Linked DNA regions of Mus musculus: regions 2 and 3 are each linked to region 1. A link is a contact called in public HiChIP or PLAC-seq data. All regions are on one chromosome and are shown on one strand. Each heading gives the region's core, a stretch centred on a gene start, on an enhancer-like site or on the middle of the called end of the contact. The rest is flanking DNA. Distances are from core to core; before and after follow the strand shown.

Region 1 (4,997 bases), core at 1,564-4,063:
ACAGTTAAATAAAACCAGTGCTGAAATCGAAGCGATGCTTTTGATTCTTTTGTTTATTGGGATGCTCAGAAGAAAACCTGTGTGACCAATGGGCAGAGTTTTCACGGTGAATGAAGGGCTCCGGGTAGGGTGAGAGTTGGGGCCCAGGGTCCCATCTGGTTCTGAACATCTTTCGGTCATTAGACTTTGCGCTGGGTTTTTAGAGATCTCTTCATAGCTTTGTGGTGCTTTGTCTCTGTGCTAACAGGCCTTGGGCTGCTGGAAGATTTTTGTTTTGGAAGGATGGATACTGCTGCCAATGTTTTTTGTCTTTACGTCTGCTGTTTCACCATCCTCTTGCTTCTAGGCTGCCACAGTTTATCCCTTCTTCTGAGCAGGATCCTGTTCCGCTTGGGCTTGTTCTCCTCATACACTGAGCCCCAGAAAAGCACCCTGCACAGTCACACTGAAATTGGAGGAGAAACTTAAATATGGCCCAGAGGCGCTTGGGAATGAGGTCTTTGGTGTATAGACCTTTTGCCTTTCTGATGTAGATATATATTAGCGGTCCTGTCAACATCCTTCCAAGTCGTCAGGAATGTTCTACATTAAATTTGTGGATTTGTGGCTTTGGAAAACCTGCTATTGAAATCCTGCAATTTCTCCAACCCTCCCTGTAATCCATGACACCTCGAAAGTTCTGAGTCAGTTCTTGACATTTTCATAACACGAAGTCATAATGAGCAATGTCCCCACCCCGGAACACATTTTCCTCACATTGGCCAACTCTCTTGGGTCCTTTCTTCAAAATGAAAATATAATTTGTAAGAACGTATACTAGATATGCACTTAAAAAAAAAAAAGACAGGATCTCATGTAGACCTAGCTAGCCTCATGCTTGCTTTGTAGCCAAGGCTGGCCTTGAAAACATGAGCTTCTTGCCTCTACCAATGGCTAAGGTTACAGGCGGAAACCACCACATTGCGCCCAGACAACATTTATTCGAATGCTCATTACCGTTTCTCTTGAGCTAGTCCACACTTAAAGTATTGCTGTGGAGATCCCACATTCCTCTAGAATCCTGGGAATCGTTCTTATTTCGCCGCTTTTCTTCTCAGTCTCTATTCTTAGCATATAACAATAGTTTTGAGATAACTGTCAAAACATTTATTGCATGTCTGACAAGTGTTTTCAGTTAAGAATAACGAGCAATGTAAGAAAAAAACCACATAATTGTGTCTTGCATAGTCTAAGTGTCTAGCTGCCATTTAAGGATCTTGCTGCTTTATTAAAGGAGCGACAAACCAGTTACAAAGCGATCAGGGGAGTACCCAGCAAATGCTTCTGAAATTCATAATCAGGCATGGATTAGCCCTGCCTCAACTTAATATATTGTCTCAGAGATTAATAGTAAATACTGTCTTTCTCTTCCTTTTTCTTGGCCTGTAGGCTAGTGTTTAGGCTGGGAGCCTTAGCCTGTTACGATCCCCTGTCGTTCATTTAATAAAAAGAACAGTTGGGAGAAGCATTTTAGCAACTGCATCAGAAGCATCACCTGTGAGAGCCAACGGAGGCTCCAGCGTGGCCAGTATTTGAAAGCTCAGAGTTTGTTTTCGAAAGCTGGTGACGGTTCTCATGTCGCCTGCCACTTCCAGTACTGGCCAAAATAATAATTTTAACGCCTCCCAGTGGATTATGCTAACCTCAACTCAGTTCCTTTAGAGAGATAGAAACCTATATGTCTCCAGCTCGGTCATTATAAATAATATCTACGTGTGCCCCCAAAGCTCTAATTGGCCCCATCTGTATTTCTGACAATTTATAATAACTGAATGGTATCTGCAAAGCAGTTAACTTTCTGGAAAATACTCAAAGACACACACTGAATGCTGCAATACAGAATTGCCTTCGACTCAACGTTTGCCAATTTCTTTGCATGTGTAAGCAGAACTATATTTTCAGAGAAGTTACAGAAGTCCCAGGCTGAAGTGCTATTTAATCTCCTTTCATAAACACCAGCCCTGAGCTACAATTAGCTGCTTGTGGTTGCTGCTAAATTGCTCCCCATAAGATATTTCATAACTTTATGGTTCCCCTGCTCACCATACTATGAAGAATGTGTGAATGCACCTAGGACCCAGGCATTCTTATGTCGATGCTCCAGACATAGATGTTCTTAAACAGTTGATTCCCTGATCATGGATCCTGGTCTTTCAGGCCGTGTGAGAACATCTTTTACACCAAACGGGTACACCTTCGACTCCTTTGGGCTGCACCCCCCAAAAAGGTAGCAGAGACTTAAAGGACCCTTGGCACTTGGTGCGCGTTCACTGGCAGTACCCTAGGCAGAATTGGGGGTCTGGGGTGGTCCTAACCCAGACCGTGGGACTCGCAGAGAATGGGTGCTGTGGAGTGGTGTTGGGGGAGGGGGGAAGGCTTGTTTTGCTGGGTGATTTTTTGGAAAGTAGTCGCTCGCCTGTTTCGCGGGTTTTTAAGCCCCTTGGCATGCCCTGACCTGATCCGGAGGGAGTCAACTGCTCTCAGGAATGTTCCTGGAGAAGGTGGGAGACTGTTTCCCAGGCGAGGCCCTTGGGTGCTGGAGGGCACCCGCGAGGTCAGGCAGGGAGATGCGCGCAGCGGGGGCTGCAGACACCCCCTCCCCCTGGGCGGCGGCGGCGGCGACAATGACCGGACCCGCGCGTCTGCACCGCCCGGCTGTCAAGCGCGGGGGGCGGGCGGGAGGAAGGGGTGGAGGTGCGAGGGGAGGAGGAGGGCTGGCACCGGAGCGCCGCGGTGTCGGTGCAATAAAAATGCATCCCATGGAACTGCCCATGGAGAAGGACGGGACCGAGCCTCGGCGGCCACAGAAGGTGGGAAAAGCGGAGGAGGACAGCCGGGAGGCGGCGGCGGCCGGGAAGTGAAAGGTCTCGCAAAGTTCAGCGTCGGCTGCGGGCGCCGAGCCCTGGGCGAGCGGCGCACCCGCCCTCAGGGCCGCTCAGCCGGCAGCGGCCAGGCCGGCTATGATCCCGGGGCTCCCGCCGCTGCTGAGCTGCCCGGGCCCCGCCAGGCCGGTGCGCGACGGTCACCCCGCCGCCTGGCGCGGCCCCGGCCCGCGGCTCTGTGCCCACGGTGCCCACTGAGCGAGCCTGGCGCTCCGGGAGGAGGAAGAACCACAGAGCCCCCGGTGCTCCCGAGGACCACTGCCGCTTCATCCCACCCGCTCCCGCAGCTGCCCGGCCATGGGGAGCTGCGCACGGCTGCTGCTGCTCTGGGGCTGCTCCGCGGTGGCCGCAGGTGGGTGGTGACGCGGCCGGGCCCCCACCCCTCTTCCCTTGCTCCTGCCCCTCCACCCAAGCTCGGGGGCTGGGGGATATAGGGGATCCCGGACCGGGAGCCCAGAGCTCGGCTATTGAGGATGAAGCCAGTGGCCATGTTCCGTCTCCTTTGCCCGCGACTCCGCAGTTTCAAACACTATTGATTTTTTTTTTTTCTCCTGCAACTGAGATACACATGTCCTTGAATAACCAGATATCCTGGGTACGCCCTGCAGAAGATACAGAGAGATCAATGTTTCTTTCTGGGTTTGGCTTGGGGGGGAAAACTGCCTCTGCACTTGGTGAGGGGGAACAAAGGACCCAGCTCGCCATCCCCGGGCTCTCCATGGCCTGAGGAGTGACGAGGAGGGGTGGCCCAGAGACCCTGGGCGTGCGTGGGCCGAGACCGATCTCTCACTTAGAGAGATCGCCACCTTCCCGGATCTCATTCTGTGTACTTGAGAGCCAGGTAGGGCCACCTGGGGTGAGGGTGAGCGCCCTCTTCCCGGGGCGTTGGCTGCAACGCTGTAGAACTCGGAACTGGGACCATGGGGGGTGATCACTCAGGTGGTGATTGCCCGGAGCTGGCTGACTGCCCCTGGGGAATCGGTACCCTGGCCGAAGCTCTGCAGGAGGTCGGAGGCGGGTCTGTTCCTTGGCTCAGTAACTGGGTTACGGGCAACGGGCAGATGCCCCTCTCCCCTCCCGCTACGGTCCTGTCTCTCTTGGACTGTCTTTAGGCCACCGGTTCCAGGCTTGCTGTGTCTGAGTCCCCGGGAGCCTCCTCTTTCTCTTCTCCCCCTCCCTTCTCGCAGGCCACCTGGTTTTCAGCTAGGTTAAGTACAGCACAGTGGGGTAGTGGGGAAAAATTGTGAGGGTCTGATTTCATCCCCCACCCCAAACCCCTCAGACGGACTTGACTTGCTCCTGAAAGAGACGTGTGGGTTAGAGGAACCGACTGGAAGGTTCCAAGCCCTGGGGCAGGCATCTCTTCAGTTGGTCTGCTTCCATTCTTTTCCCCAGAGCTGCCAGCAACTAAGTCCAGGCTTAAGAGGCTGCGTCCTCTATCAGGGTGCAGCCTGTGTTTGCACTGATAACTACTTCTTATCAAAATTATTAGTGGGTGGAAACTTTTAAATTATTCATTATTTTTTTTTACCCCCAAGGATCTGTCAAACCGCTCACGGTTAAAAGATCTCTCTTGAATTCTTCCTGATCGCACTTCGTATGATGCACTACAAGTCCACACTCCCCCTACTTTTCATAAACCTTTCCCTTTTCAAGTCATGCTATGGCAAACAAAACAAAACAAAAAGCCAAAAACAAGCAAGCAAGCAAGCAAGCAAGCAAGCAAACAAACAAACAAACAAAAAAACCCAACCACCACCACGGGAGCAATCAAGAGGTTGGGAATAAAGAGCACTGGGGGAATGTTGCAAGTCAAAGATACTTGTACAGGCAGTGTGAGACTTTCCCCCTGAAACGCTTCACAGGTGAGTCATAGGACCGTGTTTGTGTGTTTCTGGCCACAGGCAGCTGCTGCGCCCGCTAATCAGAACAATGGCAAACAGAGGCCCCGGCTTGCTGCACATTTTCATTTGACGTGGAATTAAAAAAGAAAAGAAAAATAATGCCCGAGGAAACCTCTTATTTTGGCTGCAAGGCTGTGTGAGGTGGTGATTGTCAGAGTGTGAAATCTCTCCT
Region 2 (4,997 bases), core at 716-3,215, 510 kb after region 1:
TAAAAGGTAGAGGTAGACTTTCAGAGAACTAAGCATGAAACAGTTCCCAATGGTAGGGAAGGTTGCAAGTCCTTTTTCTATGTCTAAATACTTAATTCCAAAGAGAAATAGTAATATTTTCTTAGAGGTGCAGTCCAGGCTAGCTTCAAACTGACTGAGCTCCGGTTCCTCCAGCCTTTCTTCTCAAGTGCTAAGATTATAGGCCCGAGGCTGTGGGGCCATAAGGGACAATTAATTATTCGACCTAGCACAAAAAGAGTTTTGATATCCCCCCCCCCAAAAAAATACCTTAGGTTTCTGCCCTGAATCTGGCTGCTTTTCTACAGTGTTTATCTTGATGCAAAGGAAGTTTCTAGATCACCACATAGTACCTGATGTACAGACCAGAGTTTCCTGCCACAGGTGACCTTTCGTTTTGCAGATCTTTATTGACCAGCAGGAACTGTTAACTATCTGGGGACACATCGTCTAGCAAAATGGACAAAAAAAACCCAGCCCTTAGGAACATAAGGTACACAGCAGTGATTGTGTTCTTGCTTTTGATAAAGACAGTCAAGTAAAATTTGACACGACTTTGCCTCAGCCTGTTCTCATATTGCTGGGAAGTTCTATGGGATTGGGCTCTAGGCAGACAGTGTTATCACTCTGCTCAGGCAGGGGGAAGTTTCCCCAAATCGTGATGTTACAGCTCTTCTGGAAAAGGTAGCCTGGCCACCATGAGCCAAGGAATACCACAGAGTCACATCCACACCACACAAGAAACCTCCCACGAGATTTGCTGGAAGGAAAAAAAAAAAAAACAGGAAAATGGCTGCCTCTTCAAGAAACTTCAGGGAACTGGGCAGAAAAATGGACTTTATATAGGGTTTCTTGGAGTGTGGGGTTTTCCAGGGTGGCCTGCGATGGGAGGATTATGTGGCTTGATCTTGGCCAAAGCTTTGAGGGTTGGTGGGATTCTGTGATCAGACTCTGGGACAAGGTCTTGGGCTTGGGTCAAGTCAGGGTCAGGGTGTTCTTTCCTGGGCCCTGTTATCCTACACAGACTCCTTAGCACTGGTGAACTAATCTAAGAGAGTGCCCACAACAAAGTCCAGTTTTCCAGACATTAAAGACACCTAACCCAGACCCATTCGGTTGTTTATTATTTCTCAAACCAAAACTTCCTTTAAGGGGCAAGAGAGATGGCTCAGCTGTTAAAGAGCATTGGCTGCTCTTGTAGAGGGCCCAGGTTCAATTCCGAGTACCTGCATGGCTACTCAAAACGATCTGTAAGTTCACATCTAGAGGATCTGATGGCCTCCACCTAGACTAGGTACACCTAGATGCATAGATGCAGGTAAAACGCCCGTATTAATGAAATTTAAAAACAAAACAAACCGCTACAGCACTGGAGAGGGAGGCAGGAGAATCACTAGTTAAAAGACTAGTCTGGGTTCTGACAGGCCAGGTCTCAAAAGACTTGTCTTTTTCTTTCCTTCCTTCTTTCTTTCTTCCTTCCTGCCTTCCTCCCTTCCTTTCAAGAGTTTTACTCTTAGTGTGTAGGGTGTTCGGCCTGCACATATGTTTGTGCACAGAAGAGGGCACCAAATCCAATGGAACTGAAGTTACAGAAGATGACCACAGACCAGGTGGGTGTTAGGAATCAAGCCAAGTTCTCTGGAGGAACCACAAGTCCTCTTAACCATTGAGCCATCTCTCCAGCCCTCGGTCGTCCTTGATTTCCAATTACGTGTGTTTGGGTATGTGCACTTGGGTGCGCGTGCCCGCGGAGGCCAGACACCAGAGTTGCAGGTATTGGAAGAACTTGATGCTATCTATCATCCTCACAGGGCATCGGGTGGACACGCAGCTGCGGCGGCGCTCTCCCTCCACACCTACAGGGGGCAATCGACTTCCAGAACCGCCGCTGGACTCCGGGGCCCTCGGCTTCGCCCAGGGAACGTCACCACCGCCGGCCGCTTCTCCACCGCGCTAATGCGCAGGCGCCAAGAGCACCACGCACCGCCAAGCCGAGGGTGGGGTCACGAACTCTGACCCCCACCCCCAAAACACAAACTCAGAAAGCTCCCCTGTCCCCTTGGCCTCGGGTCCCCTCGCCTCTGCTCTCTCCAGCCCAGCGGCCGCCGCGGCGGGAGGGGTAAGTCGGGTGCGGGGCGGCCCAACCGCCGAGCGTCGTGGCCCGAGCGCCCGTGTCCCTGAGTGTCCCAGCTCCCGGTTACCGGAGAGCCGGACATTAGCGGATTGCCCAAAGCCTTGGGAGGCCGGGCCGGGCCGGTGACCTTTCACCTAAAGGGAACGCTTCCGTCTCGGCGCCGCTTCCCCCGCCCCGGGGCTGCGCGCGTGGTGGGTGCAGGGCAGGGAGCTGCGGGGCGCAGGACCGGAGGGACCATGTACCCCGGGGCTACGGGATGACACCTCCTCCGGCTCAGGATTCTGCTTGCATGAGAGGACCAGCATCCGCTGTGGCTGTTTCTCTGAGGGAAGGTGGCCTAGGGCTATCTCATGCACTGGGCACATCAAAGCTTCCAGTAGCTCTTTTGTTAGGAGCACTGCCTGAGTTTCTGCAGACAACATCTCATGATGTGCAGATATTGCCAGGCTGTCCCCTACCCCTGAGTTAAGCAGGTCAGCCAAAGCTGGAAAGGACAAGCAAAAGAGACTTGAAGTTAAATCCGTTTAGGGCTTTTTTTTCCACCGCTTGGAAGTTGTTAGTGTGTCTTAGACTTCAAGGAAGGGGTTGTTCTTTGTTTTTAAAACAGTGTCTGCTTGTTTACCGGGTTGAGTAATTGTCTCTAAACTTTACGTGTCTACTTTGGTAAATTTGGAAAGAGATTATTGATCTGTTCTAATCAAACAGCAAACATGAAAAAGGAAATCGTTTGGGGAGGGTGTCTTGGGAGTTGTAGTTTGGTGGGACAGAAATGCAAGTACATTAGAGAAGATTCCAGGAAGGGAAGAAAAAGTGGGAGTTTATTGTGGACCATTTAACATTGAGAAAGAACAGAAAGCCTGGATGACCTGCAGGAAGGAGCCAGGCTGGTGACACATGCCTGTAATCCCAGTACTCAGGAGGCTAAAGCAAAGCAGGAAAGGTCACCTGGAGTTCTTGTGGAGACTGGCTTGGAAATCATGTATCCAAACCCCAGAAGATGTATAGAAGATAAAGGAAAGGTCTTACGTCCTTTGTATCAACATGGCCAGTAACCTTTTGGTGTGCATCTTGAACCTTTGGATACAGTGTAAGTTTTCCAATTGCAATCATTCCAAAGACCTATTAGTCTAAGGGTGGCAGTAACCACAATTCCCGTTTCCAAGTTAGACCTTCTGTACAGTTCTAGCCTGTAGGACACCCTTTATAGCCTCCTAACTCTGGTTTCAAAGGTCGTTTTAATGTTGCTTCTATTGTCATTAAAGAAGATACTTGATGCTTGTATCCATTACAAACTAAACATATGGTGACAATAAATTTAACCAATTTCATGATTTCATCATTCTGTGTAACGCTTTCAAGGTGAAAGGTTTTCAAGGGGACCATACAAGGCAGCAAAGCCTAAATATCTTCTGAGGGTGTGGTGAAGTGTGTAATTCCTATCCCGGTGATAGCAAAGACCAACCTCATACAAAAAGTAGCACTATAAGATCCTCTGTGCACAGGCACGCGCACACACACACACACACACGTACCCTTTCAAAACCATCTCCAGAAAAATGGACCTCTGTTTGAAAGTTTTAAGAGTTAATCGAAACCATAGACGTCTGTCCTTAAATCCCAGTTAACTCTTCCTGTACACTGTATACAGCGGATCATCCAGAAATAGTGGGTAGAATGGAATTTGAGCTGGGTCTCAGAGGTCAGGCACAAGTGTGGTAGGAAATGGTATATGCTACAGAAGCACCGTTTGTGTTTTGTGTGATAAACTGCTAATAGTTTACCCCTGGGATTCCTAAGTGGGGAATTCCTTGGACTGACTGTATGCTTGGTAAACCTTGATATTTAACATATAGCATTGAGGTATAAAAGAATATGAACTTGTGACTTTCTGGGGAGGGTAATCTCCACCAGGTTTAATGATTTCTGGGTATGGGTGTTTTGCCTGTGTGTATATCTGTGTACCACAAGGGTACTGTGCTCTCCGGGGCCAGAGGAGGGTTTCAGATCCTCTGGAACTAGAGATACAGGGGGTAGAGAGCCAACATATGGGTGGAGGAATGGAATTTAGGTTCTTAACCCTTGAACCATCTTTCCTGCCTAAGGAGGTCATTTTCAATTATAAAGTCATCTCTACTGTAAACATCTCCAAAGAACCAGTTTTTGCCCTGCTTTTCCATGTTAGCTATTTTAATAAGACTTTCAATTTTATCTTTTAACATAAATATATTCCAGTCACTTCCTCGAAGCAACATGTTTACATCATTGAATATTTCAAAAACTATCTGACAAGTAACAGTTTTGAGTGCCATAAATCATTATTTAAAAAAAAAAAACAAAAAACCCAAAATCAAAACTAACCAAATCGGGTTTCTGTTCCACCAAGATCTTTCGCAACCTTCCAACTTGAGTGTCCTGCGAGCCACCTCTGCATGCTGAGGGGCTCTGTAAGCTGAGTCTGTTTGCCGGGGTAGGGAAACAGAGCGAAGAGAATGGCTTTTTGATGAACAGTCCTGCCAAACACAACTGCCTTGAGACTTTCTGGCCACGGGTGCCTCCTGATGGATCACTGAGTGAAAGGACATTTGTTTCTGCAAACTTTGAATTCTGTCACAGGCCAACATCCTCTCGTACAATTTCTGCATCAACATCTATGCAGAATCTTAAGGAGACCTTTTAGCTGTGAGTCTCCATTTGTTAAAAAAAAACAAAACAAAATCCACTGATGTTAAGGTTAATATCTTCCCAGCTTGTGTTCCCTCCCCACTGGGCAACAAAGCAGTTTTTCAGATATGCTTCCTTCCTTCCTATACACATATCTCAAAGCAACAACGGTACTGCAATAGGA
Region 3 (4,997 bases), core at 1,633-4,132, 330 kb before region 1:
CACCTGGAAGGTTTCCCCATCAGCTGAAGTTTTGTGGTCCTACTGAACACTCAACACCAGCAGTTTACTGACCACCCATTTAGCCCTAGGAAACGTTTGAGGGGCATCTTGGAAGTCTGGCCCACTGACTCACCTAGGGTGGGCTGGCTGGGTTGTTTTTTAGGACAGATTTGCCAAAGGAGAAGTCTTGGTAACATCTTGGAAGTCCTCACGAGAGGCACCATGTCCTCGGCAAGAAAGAAGCCCTGTGCTTTCAGTGGGGTTCTCTGAAATTCTTTGTCCTTTTTAGTAACTCTACACATTTCTAGTCAACATTTAAAAGGAGAGAGAGAGAGAGAGAGAGAGAGAGAGAGAGAGAGAGAGAGAGAGAGAGAGAGAGAGAGAGAGAGAGCCTGCTCTATATCTGGCATTGAAAGGCCATCCCTTTTCATGCTCTGGGGGTTTTGCAAGCACTCATTACTGGAAGCTCTTAGTACACTTATGGACAGTCTCCTTAACTGTCTGACCTACATACCCTCCTAACACAATCTGTAATTTTATAATCCTCATAAATTCAAACCCGTAACTGACCCTTTTCCAAATAAATGTGTGCCACAGGATGGGAGAGAAGGAAGGAGACCAGTGGATATTTTGGTGGGCAATAGGGCTCATAAATTGATTTAGGTTCTCACTGATAGATGCCTGGAACATGCTAGGTTTCCCAGCCTGACCTGACCTACCCCCCCCCCCCCAGCCATGTCCCCCTTCCCAACCCCTACAAAGCAGAGGAACAGATGGGAGAGGATGGGCAGGCATGTGTGTTTGTGTAAGAGTTGATTGAACATCAGAGAACAAAACAGAACATACATACAACTCTCTCTCTCTCCCTCTCCCAGCCCCGCCCCCCAGGAAAGCATGACTGAGACCCAAAATGGCCAAAGGGACTGCCAAGTTTTTTGAGAGTGTGCCCTAGAAAGACTGGCAGGGGTGGAGAAGGCACCTCTAAGTCAATAAGTCTGCAGGCAGACAGTGGCTCGCACAAAACCCCTCCTGTGCGGAGTAGCGGAAACTCCCAATGCGATTAGTCGGGGTGTGTGTGTGTGTGTGTGTGTGTGTGTGTGCAGACATTACTTAGCAATGACTAAAGGGCTCTCTCTTCCTGCAGCAGCCAGTGGAAAATTCAAGGAACATTTTTCCCCCTGCAGCAGCAGAATCCCTTTAACCCTCTCCCCAGCCAACTCCAAAAACAACTCGGCTTCCCCCCCCCATACGCCCCCCCCCCAACTGCCCCCCCCTCCCCACCTCCGGCAGAGCACTGCAGGGAGTTATAGGACGGCGAGGGGCTTTCGAGATGGGGAGGGCTGGAGGGGGCCGGCAGGGAAGGGGCGGGGGACCCTCAAACACTACAAAGGAAACTGTAAAAGGCACAAATACATAAACCTGAGAAGCAGCAGCAAGCCGCAGTTTCTTTGTGAGCTCCTCAGTGAGTCATTTTCAAGATGCTGTCTGCAGCCAGTTTCAAAGCGGAAGCGCACGGCAATTAGTCTTGCCGTTTCCAGACAAGCCAGAAACTCTCCCGACACTCTTTTTTTTTTTCCTTCTAAAAAGCCCCTTTTGCAGTTTCTGAAATAGCCTTTCTTGCTTCCACCCCCACCCGCCGCGTAACTGCAGCTTATCCTCGGAATGATTCGGTCGTAACAAAACAGAGACCATTTAATATTTTTAGCTCCCGCCTCCCAATTTCAAGCCCCCCCCCCTTAAAAAAAAGTTCCAGTAACATTACAGGCCAGCAGGCAGTTGGAAGTTAAAGAGCTGAGAGTTTCAAGTTCATCCCTTGCCTGGCCCATCTCCCCAATCCGAATCTGGACTAGCCGACTCGGCCGGCTTTTAAATGTCCATTAGACTGGGCGTGCGCCTGGGGCGGTGACCTGGGCGGGGGTCACCTGCCCAGAGAGAGTGGACGTAGCCCCGGGCCCCACATCTCCATGGCCCAAGTCCTCCGCTCCCTCTCCACCCCTGTGCTCTCCCCTGAATCCGAACACTCGCGCCTCGGTGCCCATCCTGAAGGGATCCGGACCGCAACCCCGGCTGGAGGTCAGTGACAATCCAGCCTCCAGCCACGCAGCCCGCTTCGACCACTATCCCTAATCCCAGAGCCCCGGAGCCTCGCTGCAGGGATACAGGAGTTTGCACTCAGGGTGTCTCCTCCGGGCTTCGCAGTGCAGACCCCAGGCCCGAGCACGAGCTCCCGGGGTGGCGCCGGTGGCGGTGGCGGTGGCGACGCACAGCATCCTCCCCCGCGGGGACGCACCCCCATCCTCCCCCAACGCAGTCTACAACTCACCCCACAGCGCCCACAACCCCACCCCCACCAGCCAAAGAAAAGAAAGAAGGAGAAAGGAGAAAAAAAAAAAAGAGGAAAAATTAAAAAAAAAAAATAGCCCGAAGAAAACTTTGCAAGCGCTGGAGCAACAGGCAAACAGTCCTGCAACCTACCCAGACGTGGGGGAGCGTTTGGGAGTCTTCTTGGGGAGATTTCTAGGAGGAACCGGGCGAAAGCCCCCGACTTTCCATGCTGACAGGCGTCTGCAGACGGTCTGTTGCTCTTGTAATGAGATCCTGATTTTCCCCCCTCTTTTTTTTTTCTTTCTCTCGCTCCTCTTTTTTTTTTTCTCCCCCCCCCCCCTCCTCTGGTGTGTGTGAGAGCAGGAAGTTGGAGCAGTCAGGCCGAGCCTGCTCACTTCCTTTACTGCATTATTCCCCAGGCGGTGTGCAGTCTGTGTAAACAGGCTTTTCCGCCCCGCGCCGTGCGCCCGGGCCGCGGCTGTGCGCCGGGGCTGCCCGCCCAGACCCGCGCATACCCCCGGCGCCGGGCCCCGCGCCCGCCCGCACGCCCCGCGCGCCCCCGCGCCGTGCCCGCCCCGCTTCCTGCTCGGCCACCCCAGGGGAGGAGCCTGGGGACCCGCCGGCCAGGCCGCCGTCTCTCCACTCGGCGGGGGCTCCGTCGGCTCCTGAGCCCTCGGGTTCCTAAGTTTGGCATCACCCTGGGTTCGTGCCCTGCTAATGGTGCCCCGAAAGGGAGGTCCCTAAGCGAGCTTTTCTCTACCATAGGCATAGAAGAAGAGTTTAGGGACAGGAGGGATGGCGAGTGGGGTTCAGGACTTTGGATGCTCTGGGAACCGGGCTGCTTTTATTGCGGACCAGAGGAGATGAGGGTGAAAAACATAAGCGTGCACAAAGGGAGATGGAGTCTTCCTAAGATGCTGTCGGATAGAGTTACTGTCGGGGCATATTTAACAGCAGCACTATAATTAATATTAATAGTAATAATTTGGAGGCAGTTTTAGAGTTGGGATCCTCTTTTGGGAATACTTTCTTAAGAGCCACAAACTAGGAGCCTTGTGTCTTAGAAAAGAGATGAGTGAAGTGGCTTTAGACAGGCACTGCTTAGGCGCTCCAGGTGGCTTGAGACAGGGGAAGGGGTACCCTGTGGTTTCAAGACTGGACTCCCCGCCCCTGAGGACAATGGCCAGGATCTGATTGGAGAGTTGGGCATTGCTCGGAGGATGCAGGAGGGAATGGGTCTCTTATTAACAAACCCTGTATACAGTTCCTCCAGCCCCAGCCTTCCAGAACCTTCCAGTCCCCTGCCTTTGGGGCTTTCTGACCAGTAGTTTTCAATCTTGAACGTTTGGCATGAGAGTACATGGCTCATTAAAGCCCTAATTGTAACCCTTAAGCCCTCACCTCAATGTGTCTGGTGTGATTGGAAGCCCCAATAACAGAATCGCGTTGAGAGTAAGGGGTGCTTTGCAAACTAGCCACAGCGTACTTATCCCAGACCAATGGCCAAGTCTCCAGGTCAGCAGGACAACATTCTGACATTTCCTTGCCCCCCCCCCATTAGCATTTGCTATCTCTCTGAAAGATTGCTTGTTTCTGAGTATCTGGTTACTATTAAAGGTTCTAGATTGAATTCAGGGATGTTAATACCCACCCCACACACGCACATCTGCAGGTGCCTGTCAGAACACCTTGTTAAACAAGGGCAGCATTTTTGCTTAATCACTGATGTGTATAACCTGCTGGTTATACACTGAGGACCAGGCTTGCCCGTGCTCTGAGAAGAGACAATGGTGGTGGGGAGAGGAGGGAGGGGGACCAAGGTAAGATGTGAAACAGAAGGAGGAATTATGGGAAAGGGGGCTGTCTATCAAACCCTGATTTTCCACAGCTAATTTTCCACTTTGGAGATTATCATTTAAAATCCCTAGTTGGCTTCTCCAGTCACTCAGCAAAACTCAGACTGTGTCCCTATATGATCCAGCTGTCCATGTGAACTGAATGCAGAGTGTGGATTTAGATTTATCATCCAACTCGGAAGCTCCCACACTTAGGAATACATGTTGCTTTTTATTTTAGAAAGTATCCACTTGGGAGAAGCTAATCTGAAGGGGCTACGTGCTGTATGATCCCACCTCTCCCAGAAAAGGCAGAACTATTGGCGCAGTGAGAAAGTTCTGGTCACCAGGGGTTGGGGACAGGAAGGGATGAGTAGTCAGAACAAGATTTTGGGGGGCCAGCCATGAACTGCTCCGTGTGAAGCTATACAGGTGGGTACCTGTAATCACGAATTATCATCAGGAGTGAGCCATCAGGTGAACTGTGGGTTTCAGGGGAGGTTGTGTCAAGAAAGGTTCGTCATTTGTAAGTGGTACCCCACTCTCTTGGGGGAGATTGGGAGGTGGCGTTCCTATACAGCCACTCAGAAAGCAAGCTCTAGAAATCAGATGGTCAGGTCTCGTTAGAGATTTAGCTTGGGGGTAAATTACTTGCCTCTCTTGTACAAAGCCATGAGTTCAATCTCCAGCACTAAAAAAAAAAAAAAAAAAAAAAAAAAGGAAAAAGAAAAGGTAGATAAGAAAGCAGGGTTAGAGTTAGGGTTAGGAAAAGAAATCAACCTAAAACAATTAGAACAGAACAGGTAAATACTGGCCACTTGAGCATTGGTCATTCTG

Evidence for each region. HiChIP or PLAC-seq counts read pairs in DNA pulled down with a chosen protein or histone mark.
Region 2: a FOXA1 HiChIP or PLAC-seq map of pancreatic cancer cells shows a contact between it and region 1. The contact joins the promoter of Nr2c1 here to the promoter of Ntn4 in region 1. A contact is called at or near these places in 3 of 39 promoter capture datasets (the C10 cell line, cranial neural crest and hippocampal neurons) and 1 of 115 datasets of contacts at active chromatin or transcription factors (pancreatic cancer cells).
Region 3: a contact with region 1 is called in an HNF4G HiChIP or PLAC-seq map of pancreatic cancer cells. The contact joins the promoter of Elk3 here to the promoter of Ntn4 in region 1. A contact is called at or near these places in 1 of 115 datasets of contacts at active chromatin or transcription factors (pancreatic cancer cells) and 2 of 9 other capture datasets (adipose tissue and embryonic stem cells).

What each region holds. Positions count from the first base shown.
Region 1 is chr10:93,638,236-93,643,232 of GRCm38.p6, forward strand. Ntn4 (netrin 4) reads left to right here and starts at 2,814. Exons shown (of 10, transcript NM_021320.3): 1 at 2,814-3,273. The coding sequence starts at 3,219.
Region 2 is chr10:94,145,966-94,150,962 of GRCm38.p6, forward strand. It overlaps Nr2c1 (nuclear receptor subfamily 2, group C, member 1), which reads left to right and starts at 1,966. Exons shown (of 14, transcript NM_011629.3): 1 at 1,966-2,137.
Region 3 is chr10:93,308,277-93,313,273 of GRCm38.p6, forward strand. Elk3 (ELK3, member of ETS oncogene family) reads right to left here and starts at 2,883. Exons shown (of 5, transcript NM_013508.2): 1 at 2,476-2,883.